Linked DNA regions of Mus musculus: region 2 is linked to region 1. Evidence: chromatin contacts called from public Micro-C data. All regions are on one chromosome and are shown on one strand. Each heading gives the region's core, a stretch centred on a gene start, on an enhancer-like site or on the middle of the called end of the contact. The rest is flanking DNA. Distances are from core to core; before and after follow the strand shown. Region 1 holds the start of Kpna1 (karyopherin (importin) alpha 1). Region 2 overlaps Cmss1 (cms small ribosomal subunit 1).

The links. Hi-C and Micro-C count contacts between places; a contact is called where the count stands out from the background.
Region 2: a contact with region 1 is called in a Micro-C map of palatal mesenchyme, with 9 times the contacts expected there. The contact joins the enhancer-like site here to the promoter of Kpna1 in region 1. A contact is called at or near these places in 1 of 39 promoter capture datasets (embryonic stem cells), 7 of 484 Hi-C or Micro-C datasets (cerebellum, embryonic stem cells and palatal mesenchyme), 1 of 115 datasets of contacts at active chromatin or transcription factors (embryonic stem cells) and 1 of 9 other capture datasets (embryonic stem cells).

The regions. Positions count from the first base shown.
Region 1 is chr16:35,980,750-35,987,506 of GRCm38.p6, forward strand. Kpna1 (karyopherin (importin) alpha 1) reads left to right here and starts at 2,614. Exons shown (of 14, transcript NM_008465.5): 1 at 2,614-2,759. It overlaps Gm15564 (a long non-coding RNA gene), which reads right to left and starts at 2,580. Exons shown (of 2, transcript XR_001781900.2): 1 at 2,303-2,580.
Region 2 is chr16:57,395,845-57,402,601 of GRCm38.p6, forward strand. All of the region lies in intron 1 of Cmss1 (cms small ribosomal subunit 1), which reads right to left. The region is part of intron 1 of Filip1l (filamin A interacting protein 1-like); the gene reads left to right. Among named protein-coding and RNA genes, the nearest start is that of Filip1l, 46 kb to the left of the region's middle. Within about 2 kb of position 2,682, at least 44 of the 459 cell types and tissues checked have an H3K27ac peak or open chromatin away from gene starts, as enhancers often do. A contact at or near this core is called in palatal mesenchyme, where this site is marked.

The sequences.
Region 1 (6,757 bases), core at 1,364-3,863:
TATCAGCTCAGCTATGGTCAGGCAGTCATTGAAGGAAGCCAGGACAGGAACTCCAGCGGGTTGATACAGAGGCCATGGAGGGATGCTGCTTACTGGCTTGCTCCTCCTGGCTTAGTACACTTCTTTCTTATAGAATCCAGAACCACCAGCCCAGTGATGGTACCATCCACAATGGGCTGAGCCCTTCCCTAGCAATCACTAATTAAGAAAATTCCTTAAAACTGTATCTCCTGGAAGCATTTTCTCAATTGAGGTCCCCTCTTTCCAGAGGATTCTAGCTTGGGTCAAATTGGCAACACTAACCCCTAAGTCTCTCTGATAGAACACTTTCTCCCAAGCTGCTTTGCTCAAATTCAGCTTCCATGTAAACAAGCACACTCTTAGTGGAGAAGATGATACTGACGCAGAAGGAAGAAAGTGAGAAGAAAGGGAGAGAAGGACTGAGGGATCGAGAAAGTTGTTCTAGTTTGCTTTCGGTTGCTATGATAAAACTAACCAAAACAACTTGGGGGCAGGCATTTCAGCTTACAGTGCATCTTTGAGGGAAGCCAGGACTGGAATTCAAGGCAGGAACCTGGAGGCAGTAATTGAAGCAGATCATGGAGGAATTTGGTCCCTGGCTTACTCTCAGCTTGTTATCCTATACAGCCCAGAGGTGGCACCGCCCACAGTGAGTCTCACATTTATCGTGAGTCAGGAAAACACCCCACCGACGAGCCTTCAGGCCAATCTGGTGGGAGCAGTTAGCCCATGTGGTCCTTTTTCTCCTCCTGTCTTACATTTATAGATGTATTGATTCGAAGAGTAAAAAAGTAAAATAATGACTGCCCTGAGAACTGGCGCTGCGGGATGAACCGAACGCTGGGTTAAGGCGCCCGATGCCGACGCTCATCAGACCCCAGAAAAGGTGCTGTTCCTCTCGTACTGAGCAGGATTATCATGGCAACAACACATCATCAGTAGGGTAAAACTAACCTGTCTCACGACGGTCTAAACCCAGCTCACGTTCCCTATTAGTGGGTGAACAATCCAACGCTTGGTGAATTCTGCTTCACAATGATAGGAAGAGCCGGTTAGACAAGCGCAGAAGGGAAAGAGAAGATAGACAGAGCTGGTTTGAAAATTGGTTTAATAAGTCTCCTTGGTTTACCACCCTTGTTTCTACCCTTGCCGGTCCCCTAATCATCCTTTTGCTTTTGCTCACTTTTGGACCTTGCATTCTTAATAAGTTAGTGGCTTTTGTAAAAGACAGGGTTAGTGTTGTACAGGTAATGGTGCTCCGACAACAGTACCTGACTTTGCCGAAAGAAGAAGAGGGGTCGCTCTAAGATTAGAGCTACTCACAAGAAGAAGTGGGGAAATGAAGAGTAAAAAAATAAAATAATGACTGCCCTGAGAACATGGGCCCCCGCCCCCGGCCAGATGGCCTAATTCCCTGGAACTCTTGGGAAAAACAACCACAAAATGTTTCAATGTCCCAGGTGCCTTGAAGTAAATATCCGCCCCTAGACTTCCCCTGTTTCCTCTCCCATCCTCCCCCTAGGTTCTGGTTTTTACCTTTATAAACCTGCTGGAAAATAGGGTTGGGGTCAGACTCCTCTACCCCTGCGTGGTGTATGGGTCTCGACCTCAGCATGCTGGTTTGTGTGCCATTAAAAACCTCGTGTGTTTGCAGCAAGCGTGACTGTGGCTTTCTGGGCTCGCGATCCCTGAGACTTGAGTGAGGGTCTCCCTTCGGGGGTTCTACAGATTCATGTCCGGTGCTCCTCAGTATTCCTTTTAAACTGACTTGTTAAACCGTGTCCTGTGGTTGTGATTTTCCTGTGACCTCTACTTGCTGTCTTAAAGTGTTCCTTTGAAGCCACCGCTCTACTCCCCAGAAAGAAAAAAAAATTCTATCATGTAACGGTTAAGTCATTTCCCTAAATATTTTGTTTTAGCGTGCCTTCTCATAGCAACGCAAATATTTTCGCTGGAAATTGCCGTTTTTGAGATAGGGGTCTTTCTACGTAGTAATGCTGGTCTAGAATTCGCCATTCTCCTGCCTCAGACTTCCTAGAGCTGAAAATACAGGCGTGCGTTACCGTCATGCTAGGCTCAAAAAGCGATTTAATGTTATATGATACTAATAAATTACCGGGTAAGATGGGTGAGAACTGAAGAGAATACCCAGAAAGTTCCTGCAAACGGGTTGCATGTGAATTCTTTGAACGTGAGACACTGACGTATTTTGTAATACTCCCTCAGCCTCCAACCATGCCATCATTCATCCAATAAGCATGCTCGGCTGTGAGGTACCTACCATGTGAGAGGGAAGCTATATTGATGTGAGGGGGAATCCGTCCATTCTGGAAGAGCTTAGTAAGGACAAGTTTGTTTCCATAACTTCTATATGTCTGCGCTTTTACTGACTGCCAACCTGGTCCGCAGAGACCCACGCCCTGGCCGCCGCCTTTTCCCTGGCCGCCGCTAGCCTAGGGCGTCCACGCTCGGAGACTCCGCTTCCCGGCAGCCCCTGCGGCAGGCGGCGGAGAAGCGCACGCAGGCGCGCCGGCCGGCCCCCGCACGCAGGCGCAGTGCGCACGCCGGCTGAGCTGGGTCTCGCGGCTCTGTGAGCGGCAGCGGAGAGCGAGGCCTGGTGAGCGCCGCCGTGGTGCGCGCCGGCTGGTCAAGGTTGTGCGCAGAAGAGGCGCAGCGGGCGGGCCAAGAGCGAGCGTCTCCCTCTTCGTAGTGGCACCGGGACCGGTCGCCTGGAGCCGGTGAGTGGGGGCACCTCGCGGCCCCTCCCCCTCGGCGGGCGGCTCTGGGTCCCCCTCCGCGGACCCGAGGGAGGCCCCGGGGCGAAGGCGGACGCGGGCGGAAGCCGGAGCTGGCTCGGGCGCGCCGGGGACCGGACCCTCGCGTCGCTCCGGTGCGTCACGGGCCCGGCGGTCCTAACGGCCGCGCGGCGGCGGAGCGGGGTGGGGGTGGGGAACGCTGGTGCTCGCCGTGAGGAACGCCGGTCGGGGCGGGGCGGCGCGGCGCGGCGCGGCGGTGGAAGCGGCGTCGGGGACTGCGGGGCGCCGGGCGGCGGCGCGGAGTCTGCGCGCCGCGCTAGCTTGAGGGCGGGGGCGGGCGGCGCGGAGTGCGGTGGCTGAGGCCGAGGCGTGCGGGGCCGATCGGGGAGTTGGCAGGTTACCACCGGGGCCGGTGTTTGGAGGGAGGTGGGGGTGGAGACGGGAGGCTTGCAGTTTACAGATGTCATAACTACGCGGGCCTGGAGCTGCTGACGGGGGTGTGGTAATTATAGCAATGACAAGTTGGTCGGCTGTGTGAGCCGGCGATGCGAGGGAAACCGCCAAGCCTTAGCTGAGGCTCGCATTGGGAGCAGAAAACTGGAGGGTGACTGGGATCAGGGACATCGGCAAGAAAGAATGTGTGGGTTGAATGCAGCTGCTTCCAAACCACTTTTCAATGAAAAGTTTCACATGAATTGATTTTAAGGCTTAAACTTCGGCTTGGTAAATTACTATAGGAATCAGCCACCGAGAAATGCTTTTGAGATATTAAACACTATTGTCTGGCCTTTTCCCTCTTAAAAGAGTTCCGTCAAACACCTCCTTCCTCCTCCTCCTCCTCCTCCTCTTTTTTTTGTGTTTTTGTTTTTGTTTTTTTTCGAGACAGGGTTTCTCTGTGTAGCCCTGGCTGTCCTGGAACTCACTCTGTAGACCAGGCTGTCCTGGAACTCACTCTGTAGACCAGGCTGTCTTGGAACTCAGAAATTCACCTGCCTCTGCCTCCCAAGTGCTGGGATTAAAGGCGTGCGCCACCACTGCCCAGCCTGTTTTTTTTTGAGGTTGGGTTTTGTTTGGTAGGCTGGCTTTGAGCTTCTTATCCTGCCCTGGCCTTCGGGGTGGCAGGATTTCAGAGTCACACAGAAACTACACAGTCAGTTCAAAATTTCCATCAGTCTAGATATCAAAGTAGGTACTAACTAGTCCCAACCTTCTTGCCTGTAGGTTGCCTTTTCTTTGTTTTTGAGACAAGTCTCACTATTTAGTCATGGCTGGCCTAGCATTACATTGGTTGTCTTGAACTCAAAACACTCCTGCCTCAGCCTCTCAAGTGTTTGGGGTTACAGCATGCCTGCACGTGCGGGTGTTAGTATAAATTTGTATTCATGATGTGTACAACATTTACTTATTTATATACTTACTTTTAGATAGGGTCTCATTACATAGCTCTGGAATTCTTACATAGACCAGGCTGCCACTGAACTCAGAGATCCACCTGCCTCTGCTCTTGGAATTCTGAAATTAAAGACGTGTGTTGTCACACCTGACCTCCTTTCTCCATTTTAAAGGCTGAAAGGTCTAAATTTTGAAAGGAACTTGAGAATGGTTTAGCTTTTTAGTTTTGCTGAAATAACTTATTCTTGGCGGATTATCGTTTATGTGATATACAATTTTAAGATGGAGGCCTGAGAAGAAGTAAAGAAATAAAAGCAAATTTACAGCAACTTTGAAGCAGATATTAGCTTTTCCTAGCATAAATGAAAGCACGGAAGAACACAGTATTAGTTTTAAAAATAGCTTGTTTTGGGCTGGTGAGATGGGTCAGTGGGTAAGAGCACTGACTGCTCTTCCAAAGGCCTTGAGTTCAAATCTCAGCAACCACATGGTGGTTCACAACCACCTGTAATGAGGTCTGACACCGGTGCCTTTCTGGTGCGTCTGAAGTCAGCTACAGTGTACTTATGTATAGTAACAAATATTTTTAAAAAAAAGAATAGCTTGTTTCTTATAAATATTTTATTTCCTTTTTAAGTGTGTGAATGTTTGTAAGTGCATCATGATGGTGCCTGGTGCTTGCAGAGGCCATATGAGGGTGTTAGAGTCTCTAAAAGTGGAGTTGAAGATGGTTTGAGTTTGGGTACCAGGAACCAAACCTGTCTTCTGCAAGAACAGCAAGTGCTCTTAACAGCTGAACCATCTTTCTAGTCCAGAAACCTCTAGAAGAAGACTTTGTTCTAGGGAAAAAAATATTTGCTGATAAAAATGCATTGTAAAGCCCGGTGTGGTGGCGCACGCCTTTAGTCCCGGTACTTGGGAGGCAGAGGCAGGCGGATTTCTGAGTTCGAGGCCATCCTGGTCTGCAAAGTGAGTTCCAGGACAACCAGGGTTATACAGAGAAACCCTGTCTCAAAATGCATTGTAAGAGATAGTAGCTAGTTCCTATAATCCTAGCACAGACAGAGGCCAGAAGATCCTGAGTTTTGAAGCTAGCCTAGAACTTTACCCTGTCACAAAACAAGAAAGCAAAACCTGCAGGAGTATAGCATGCCAGAGGCCTGTAGTTAACCCTCCCAAAAGGTCTACAAAATCAGACCTAGAAAACCTATGGTCAAGTAAAGAGAATAAAGATATTACCTACACTTGGATTATACTTTTTTTTTTTTTTTTTTTGTTAGGGTCTCTTTATGTAGACTTGGCCGTCTTGGAACTCAAGTTTTGGCATTAAAGGTGTGTCCTCCTCTGCCAGGCAATTATGCTGTTTTTATTTTTGTGGTGCCAGGGATCCATTTCTTGGTCTTATACATACTAGGTTAGTTCTTTGTTGCAGGATTATTTCTCCAGTCCTTGCATTATATGCTTTTTGGATGTTGTCATGAAATGTTACACATCTTTAACTAGACATGACACATACCAAAGGGAACCACAAAAAACCAAAAACAAAATAAAAAACTTTGTTTCTAGTGGTAGGCTCTTTTTGTGTGTATGTGGGGTATATACATGAGGGTTGCAAGCATATGACTGTCTAGGTTCCTGTGCTCATGTCTGTGAATGTGGAAGTTGGAGAAGGACTTTGGGCATCTTCCTGTATTAATCTTTCCTGCTTGCTTTGAGAAAGGGCCTCTTGAATCTGAAGCTTGTGGCTTGTCAGCTAAGCTGGCTGTCAGGCAGTTGAGCAGAGGTCTGCATATCTTTGCTCACCAATACTGGGTTTACATCATGTACATCCATACCCCTATTTTTTTTAATTTGGATATTGGGAGTGAAACTCATATCTTCATCCTTTGCCAGCAAGAGCTCTTACCCACTGAGAAATCTCCCCAGCCTTGGCTTTCTCTTTTAAAAAATAATTATGTGCATATGAGTGTATGCTGCATGTGTGGGGTTGCCTGTGGAGGTGGCCTGAAGAGGGTTGTGTTGGATCCCATGGAGCTGGAATTACAAGCAATTGTCAGCTGTCCAACATGAATTCTGGGGATCAAATTTGGGTCCTCTGGAAGAGCAGCGAAGTCTCTTTATTGAGCTACCCCCTCCAGTCATTGCCTCTTCCCTCCCCTCTCCCTTAAATGCAGGATCTCTTGTATTAAACTAATGTTTTTTTGTAAGCAGTATTGTTTCTGTGTTGACTGGTAGGCTCAGTGGGTTCAATATTTGTAATTTTCTTCAGTTTCTACTGTGTCAAAAATTGTTTTATACCAGTAGTCATTTTTCTGAGATATTTTGTTGCTTTCAATTATTTTATCATTTTATCTTTCCCATGAATGGAGAGTAGGATTATATCCTTTCATCCCTAGGATTAGCTCTAGCATTTGGGAAGGAGATAGGAAATCAGAAGTTCAGAGTTATCCTCTGCACAAAGTAGGCCCACTTGGCTTACATAAATCAAACCAAAAGGAAGACCTTTTATTGGTTCAGCAACTGACTTACTGATAAAAATAATCCTTTAATATTCTTGTTTTTGTTTTGTTATCTTTGTACTTTGTGGG
Region 2 (6,757 bases), core at 1,432-3,931, about 21 Mb after region 1:
GTAACACCGAGCTCACTCGCCTGATAGGGACAGATGACCCTGTGAAGCTCTGCAGGGAAGAGGCGTTTACGTTCATTGTTAGTGTATGGTTCAGGATGTTAGATCACAACAATTTAATCATCACATCTGGCAAAGCTTTGCTGAGGACACCAACTAAAGGGTCATGGTTCACACGTGGGAAATAATGCAGTCGGGTGCCCCTTGCCTCTGAATCCTTTGGAAGTCTCATCACTTCTCCAGGGTGTAAGCTGTCCGAGAGGTTTCGACCAAGGAGGAAGCTAAGAACCAGAGGCAGGTGAGGGGAAGACACCAAGTGAGAAGAACAACATGACAGTGGAAATAAGTGGGGGGCACTGGACAAGAACCACTTGAGAGAAATAGCTTGGGTTAGGGACGGTACTTTTGGAATTCAGTAAAATGAAGGTTTAAACATGGACTAAAAAGATCTGTCAGGAGTCTGGTTTCCATCCTGGACTCTAGAACATTAAAGCTGGCCTGGTCTCCGACTAGACATTAGTATGGAAACCTCATGCTTTAGCTTTCCCGAACTTCCTCTATTCTTTCTTTCTGGTATGTTTTAGTGAATGGTCAGGAACCCCGGTAGGCTTGCAGCGAGGACCTAGTACCCCCACTTCCTCTTTCTCTTAGGGAGGGACCCATCTTCGGCAGGAGGCAGAGGCTCCAAGGAACTGATGGTTGCCCAGGCAACTCTCCTACAGGAAACAGGAGGTCAAGGTCCCTGTCCCTCACTCTCTTCTGCACCTACATTGTCACGCCCAGCTAGCTGGAGAAAAGCAAATCCTTTACAGATGGAGAAAGAGAAAGTCAGGATGAAACAGTGCGTTTTTCTTCTATTTCTCCGGTACAAGTTGATAGTAACATGTTTGAAACAGGAGAAAAGCCCAAAACTGGAAGTTTGGAGATACAGGTCCATGTAAGTAAAAAAGCACGCTCTTTTATAAAACCATAAAAGAAGAGGTGGCTGAGGCCTGTGAGCTCAGTAGATCAGAAACAGTTCAAGGGCATCCTTGGCCACATCGTGAACTGGAGGCCAGTCTGGGCTGTGAGAGATCTTGTCTCAGAAAAGCAAAATAAAAACAACAAAACATCACCATTCACAGTAAGAAGCCCTCAAGCAAGCCTTTTCTCTTACAGAAAGAACTCCAACTAAAAGCAAAAGAAACAGGAGCAAAAGATGGGATCATACAGGAGTCTAAAAAGGAAACATCACACACAGACAAAACCCCGAGATGAAGCTTCCACTCACGCGCAGTGATTGATGGTGCTGAGGCGGAAGTCACTGCCTTAAGCTAACATGTGAGCTTACTCTGTGGTGAATGAGGCAGAGGCTGTGGAGAAGAGAGAGGCCATGGGACTTGAACTCTCGTCCTAAGGAGGAGCAGAGTATGCCAACCCAGCACTGGCATGACAAAGAGCACACCCAAGGAGAAGAGTCTGATGTTTCAGACTACTACTGATGTTTCTCGTAGCTTTATTCTATATTCTTCACACTTTTTTAGTCTTATGGTGATGAAGATTCCCCAAAATTTGCAAGAGGAAAAAACCCGAGCCCCTTCCTCCCCAAATCAAATCCCAGTTATTACTCCGCAGGCAAAGGTCAATGATTCTCACATTAATGAGATTCAGGATCATGCTTGGCTATAACAACGGTGAGCCCAGAGTATTTAGGACAAGCCGTTTGGTAATAATTACCTCAGTCTCTTATTCTGACCTTATTATGGTCAAGTGTGTATCCGTAACCAACTGAAGCTAATTTTAATGCGTGGGTTTTCTATTTGAGGATAGAGAGTTAAGAAGGATGCTAATTGAGAAGGGGGAGGGAGAGAGTGAGGAGCAAGAGCAGGAGAGCATGCTCACTCACACTCGCAGGGTCGAGCAGGTACAAACTGCCCTATGAGTTTGTCAGAAAGAGCTGGATAGCCTTGTGTCTTCCCTCTAGTCCAGCGTGGTTGTTTCTGCTCTCTTAGAGCGAATTTCTGATTATACCCTCACAAATGGACTAGCTCTCTACTCTGCGCCCCCACCCCAAATTGTGAAATTTCTGGCAGAAATGAGATCTGTCAAAACAGGTTCGACGTATTTTTATTGGTTCCCCCAGACCATGACGACATTCCCTGAGAGGCTGTGCCAGGAAACTATTAAGGGCCGTGAAGCAGCAGTGAAAGTTCTTAGGAGTACAAGCTTGTCTGGTACCCCAGGAGGCAGTGCAAGCAGCCACCAGCCTGTTGGCTGGGCCACTGTCTCAACTGTGCGCATGTCACCACACACACACACAGACACAGACACACACACACACACACACACACACACACAACTGTGTGCATGTCAACACACACACACACAGACACACACACACACATACACACACACACACACACACACACACACACACACACACACACTCTTAGAGAACAGTAGACTGTCTTTCTAAAAAGAAACATTTGGGACACAATGGGCAATTCCCTTCCTGCCTTCTAATCCCCTGCTTGCCCAGAGTAGAATAGGCAGCAAATGGCTGAGGTAAGAGCGTTGCACAAATAAGATAATTCATTCAAGCAGTTAATAGGTCCGTTCTCAAGCAGGGAGGCTAACCAGACCTACACCTGGATCGTGAGAACGGTGGCTTTCTCCCCAGATGGAAGAAAGGCTCCATTCTAAAGCCAGGTGCAGAAATGCAGCTGCACTCTTGTAAAGGACACCACTGAGTCTGCTGGTGCTGAGAGCACTCTGTTAATGGCTATGCGAGTGCCTAACGCTGCCAGTCTTAACCGAAGCAGCAGCCTTACAGAAGATAAGAAACTAAACGGAAACAAAGTGTGGAGGTACTGGACTGTTGTGGAGATTTCCAAGTTTGTCAACTGATACCTGGTGACAGTCATGTAGATACTTGGTAAAGTTAGGACTGGATCACAAGCTGGTCCCTGATCTATCAGATCCGTCTGTTTTATAGCGCCACCTGCTGGATGAGGGTGAGAACAAGCTGAACTTTTCTTGGACTGATAACCTATGGATTAAAAAAACACAATGTTTTTTATATTACTAATTCATGGAATTCTGATAGTCTTCTCTGTGCTGGAGTGCTTGCACAAAAGGTCACGGTCAGGTTTATCTTCGCTGTTGTTCTAGCCTCCCACCGTCTTGTCATGAGCACCTCCTTTAGGATAGCTACATGAGTGCCCTGCAGCCGTGCACATGACGTGTCCCTCTCACGCTGAATACTTAACTGTCCTTTTCCATACCTGGGTCATCTGAATTATGTCCTGTAAAAGATAATTGTCTGTAAGACGCCCAAAAATATTCCTTTAAGAAGAAGATAATTCTATTCTATTCTCATAACGAACCCTCCTCAGGAAAACATTAATTACTCAGCCCCAACACGGTCAACTGCCAGAGAGTACTACGTTCCTTCCCTAGAAAGTGAAGAAGAGAAAAAAATAATCTATGTTCAAAGCAATTTTGGCTTAACCTTTAACATAATACATAAGTTTTTCGACTTTGAGAGAAAAAGCTTTGAGTCCAAAATATCCCATCAGACCCTCACAGCTGATGCACTGCAAGCCAGAACTGTGTGGGTAGCTGCTGACATTAACTGAGTTTGTGAGCTCAACAGACAAAGATCCAGAGTCAATGGAGGATGTGATGGCTTGAATGATAAATGGTTCCCATAGTTTGGGGCATCTGACTACCTGGCCCCCAGATGTTGGTGTTTTTTCTGGAAGGTTTAGGAGGTGTGGCCTTGTGGGGAAAGTATATCCCTGGGCGCAGGCCTTGGACTGAAAGGCGATCGCTGTTTCCTCTGCCCCTTCCATGCTTTGTGTCTGTGCACTGAAGATGGGAGCCCGCAGCCTCCTTCTCTGGTTGCTGTGGTATACCTGCCGCTTGCTGCCACGCCTCCTCACCACAATGCCCTCGTCTCTCTGGAACTGCAAGCGCAGATACACTCTCTCTTCCTTAAGCTGCCTTTGGTCACCGTGCTTTGTACAGCGACAGAAAAGTGACAAGCCAGTGACAACTTGTAGATGTGCTGAGAAGGGACAGGAAGGGTGTGTGTGTGTGTGTGTGTGTGTGTGTGTGTGTGTGTGTGTGGTGATGGCACAGTTTATTCTGTTTGAAGTAGGACCCCCTATTTTGGGTCAAATTGTGAACACAGGAGTTTTTCCCATTTCATAGATGAGATCTGGAAACACAGGCAGACTCTGGCTGCACGGCTCCCATATTCTGTGTGACTTTCTCAGTAGTCCGGTGAGGGGGAGTTAGACTCCACGCTTGCTCTTCCGTGCAAAAGTGCACCTGAGCAAGTCTATTTGGGACACGTATTTTTCATGTGTTTTTCTGAAGAAAGAAAACAGTCTCTTGAAGCAGACTCTCCTTGGAGTAAATAAGATAACGGTCTATGAAGGTAGTCATAAAGTAACCTGGCCAGTGTACCCCAGGACTTCAGAATTCCAACTGGACCCCGGGTGGCTAACAGGCAGCTTCACATGTTTCTTGCTTTAATCACCACTACCCACGACATTACCAAAACATTTATTTAGTCTGTTTTTAATCTCACCACATGGCAAATGACTGCCCACATAAACAAAACACTTTAGTGCTCTATGAATTCTTTGCGACTGAGACCCCTGGAGGGAAAGAAATGTGTAATGGCTACCTGAAGCACACTGAGTTTTCTACAAGTGAGTGATTGACTCTCATTCAAAAAGGGAGAAGGAGAAGTAAAATTCTCCAAAAGAGCAGTGGAAGGGCATTTTGGGTATTATACACACACCACAGAAAATCAAGGGAGCCCTGCCAGCTCCTAACTAACTATGAGAAGCACGAGATAGAAGTCAGCTGTGGAGACATAGGCAAGGGAAAGAGACAAGGATTTCTTTGAGAGGAAAAGCCATGTAAGCTCCCCACACTGTGCATGGTGGAGGTTGTAGTATGCCTTAGAATCATCCAGAGGACTTCTGAGTAGTGGTTTTCAAGCTATAGGGGCAAAACGTCAGCAGTTTACTAGAACACTGATGGCTAGCTCGTCCCCATTCAAGAGATTTGGATTCAGCAGGGAATGGATGGGCCTAGAAAATCTGCATTTTCGATGCTGACACACACACAGCATCACCCACATTCTGAGCAACAGAGAGGCAGCATCCCCAACAAGTTGCCAAGAGAATATCACACTAACTGTTCAGTGTGTATCTCCACCGCATTCCTGTCTATATGCCCCCACCTTATTCCCTTAGCCTTATCATTCTCTGTGTCATTACACACTGTATGTCTACATACAATGTATCTCTACAATACATACTGTACAGCACCAGACTCTGCTATGCACATGGCTTGGATGTGTGCCCAACATATATTTGTAGGTATATCTTGCACAAGCAGTATCAAGATTCAAACCTTTGATTTCCAAACTAGTCACTCTGTGAAAGTTCAGCAGAATTTCTTCAAAACTTAGCTGTTTTGGTCACTTGAGTCGTATGTGGTAGATCACAACATGGAACTTACTAGAAGTGATTCTTATACATGAGTGCCACTTGCCAGCCTTCCCTCAATGACTGTGATGTTAAAGAAAAGCGCCAAGCAGAAACCATGTGCACCATTTGAACTGTGAACATTTCCCAAGTCTTTGATCAGTGTCTTCCTTCCTCCATTCCAGACCCTTGTGGCCTGTGGAGAATTCCGAGGACCTTAAGCAAGTTCTGTGAACCTAGGGTTGTATTTATTAAAACTTAAAGAATGAAAACCAGCTATGTCATAAATGAAGTCAATAGACCCCAGAGCACTGAACCCAGCACGGTCCTGGCAAGCCACATTGGTCCGACACCTGAGAAGTGTTTTCCAAGTTAGAAAGAAAAAGGGAGCAGCGTGCACTGCATTTGTGTGACGTTGTTGGGACGGGAAGTTGGAAAAAGCCAGTGGAGGCCTGGAGTTGGTGACAAATTGGTCCTTTAAGATACACAGGAAATACTCAGAGGTTTCTGTCTGTTTAGTAAGTTAAATTGCAAAGCAGAAATTCACGACATGTTTACTTGATACAGCCTCCTCCTTCCCAACCCATGAAATCCCAAATACATTCCGAGAAGACAGCTCAGTAGCCTTAAAAGGAAAGAGCCCTTGAGCAGACCTCAGACTCACTTTCAAAGTCTCCATTGTTTCTGGACCTCGGAGAACAGACATGCTGAAAGAAAAACAAATCTGAACAATGCTCCCACCAGCCCTTCTAGAGGCTTAAGTCAGTTGGGTTTGAGAGAATTTACAAGTATTTTTTCCACCCTCAAGTGTGAACACTCAGTACCGGCAGCAAGGGCTCCGACAGAGAGAATTTACTTCTAAGTTCTGGGGACATGTAGCATGATTTTCACATTTGGTTAGATGGACTCGTATCCTCTAATAGCAGAATATACCAGTCCATCTCTTTGAAATGGTCATTTTTACAGAAAAAAGAAATGTCATGTTTTCAAAATGTGTTCTGTGTTTTGCCCCATGCCCAGAGTCTTGGTGAAGTTTCATGTAGATGACTTCTTCTCTAAGCTTGCAAACTGTATGAAATAAATAAAACAAGGATTGTGAATGAAGTCTACAAATTAAAGTAGCCCTTAAAGAAGGTCAGACTCTGGGGAAGTGGATAGATATTCTGATCAGAATACTGATTGTTAATTGTTCAGGGTGAGGCAGAAGCTTAAAAGCCTTTAATTTAATCTGGTTAGATTTTCTTTTAAAGAAGAAAGGAATTTAAAGTGAGAAA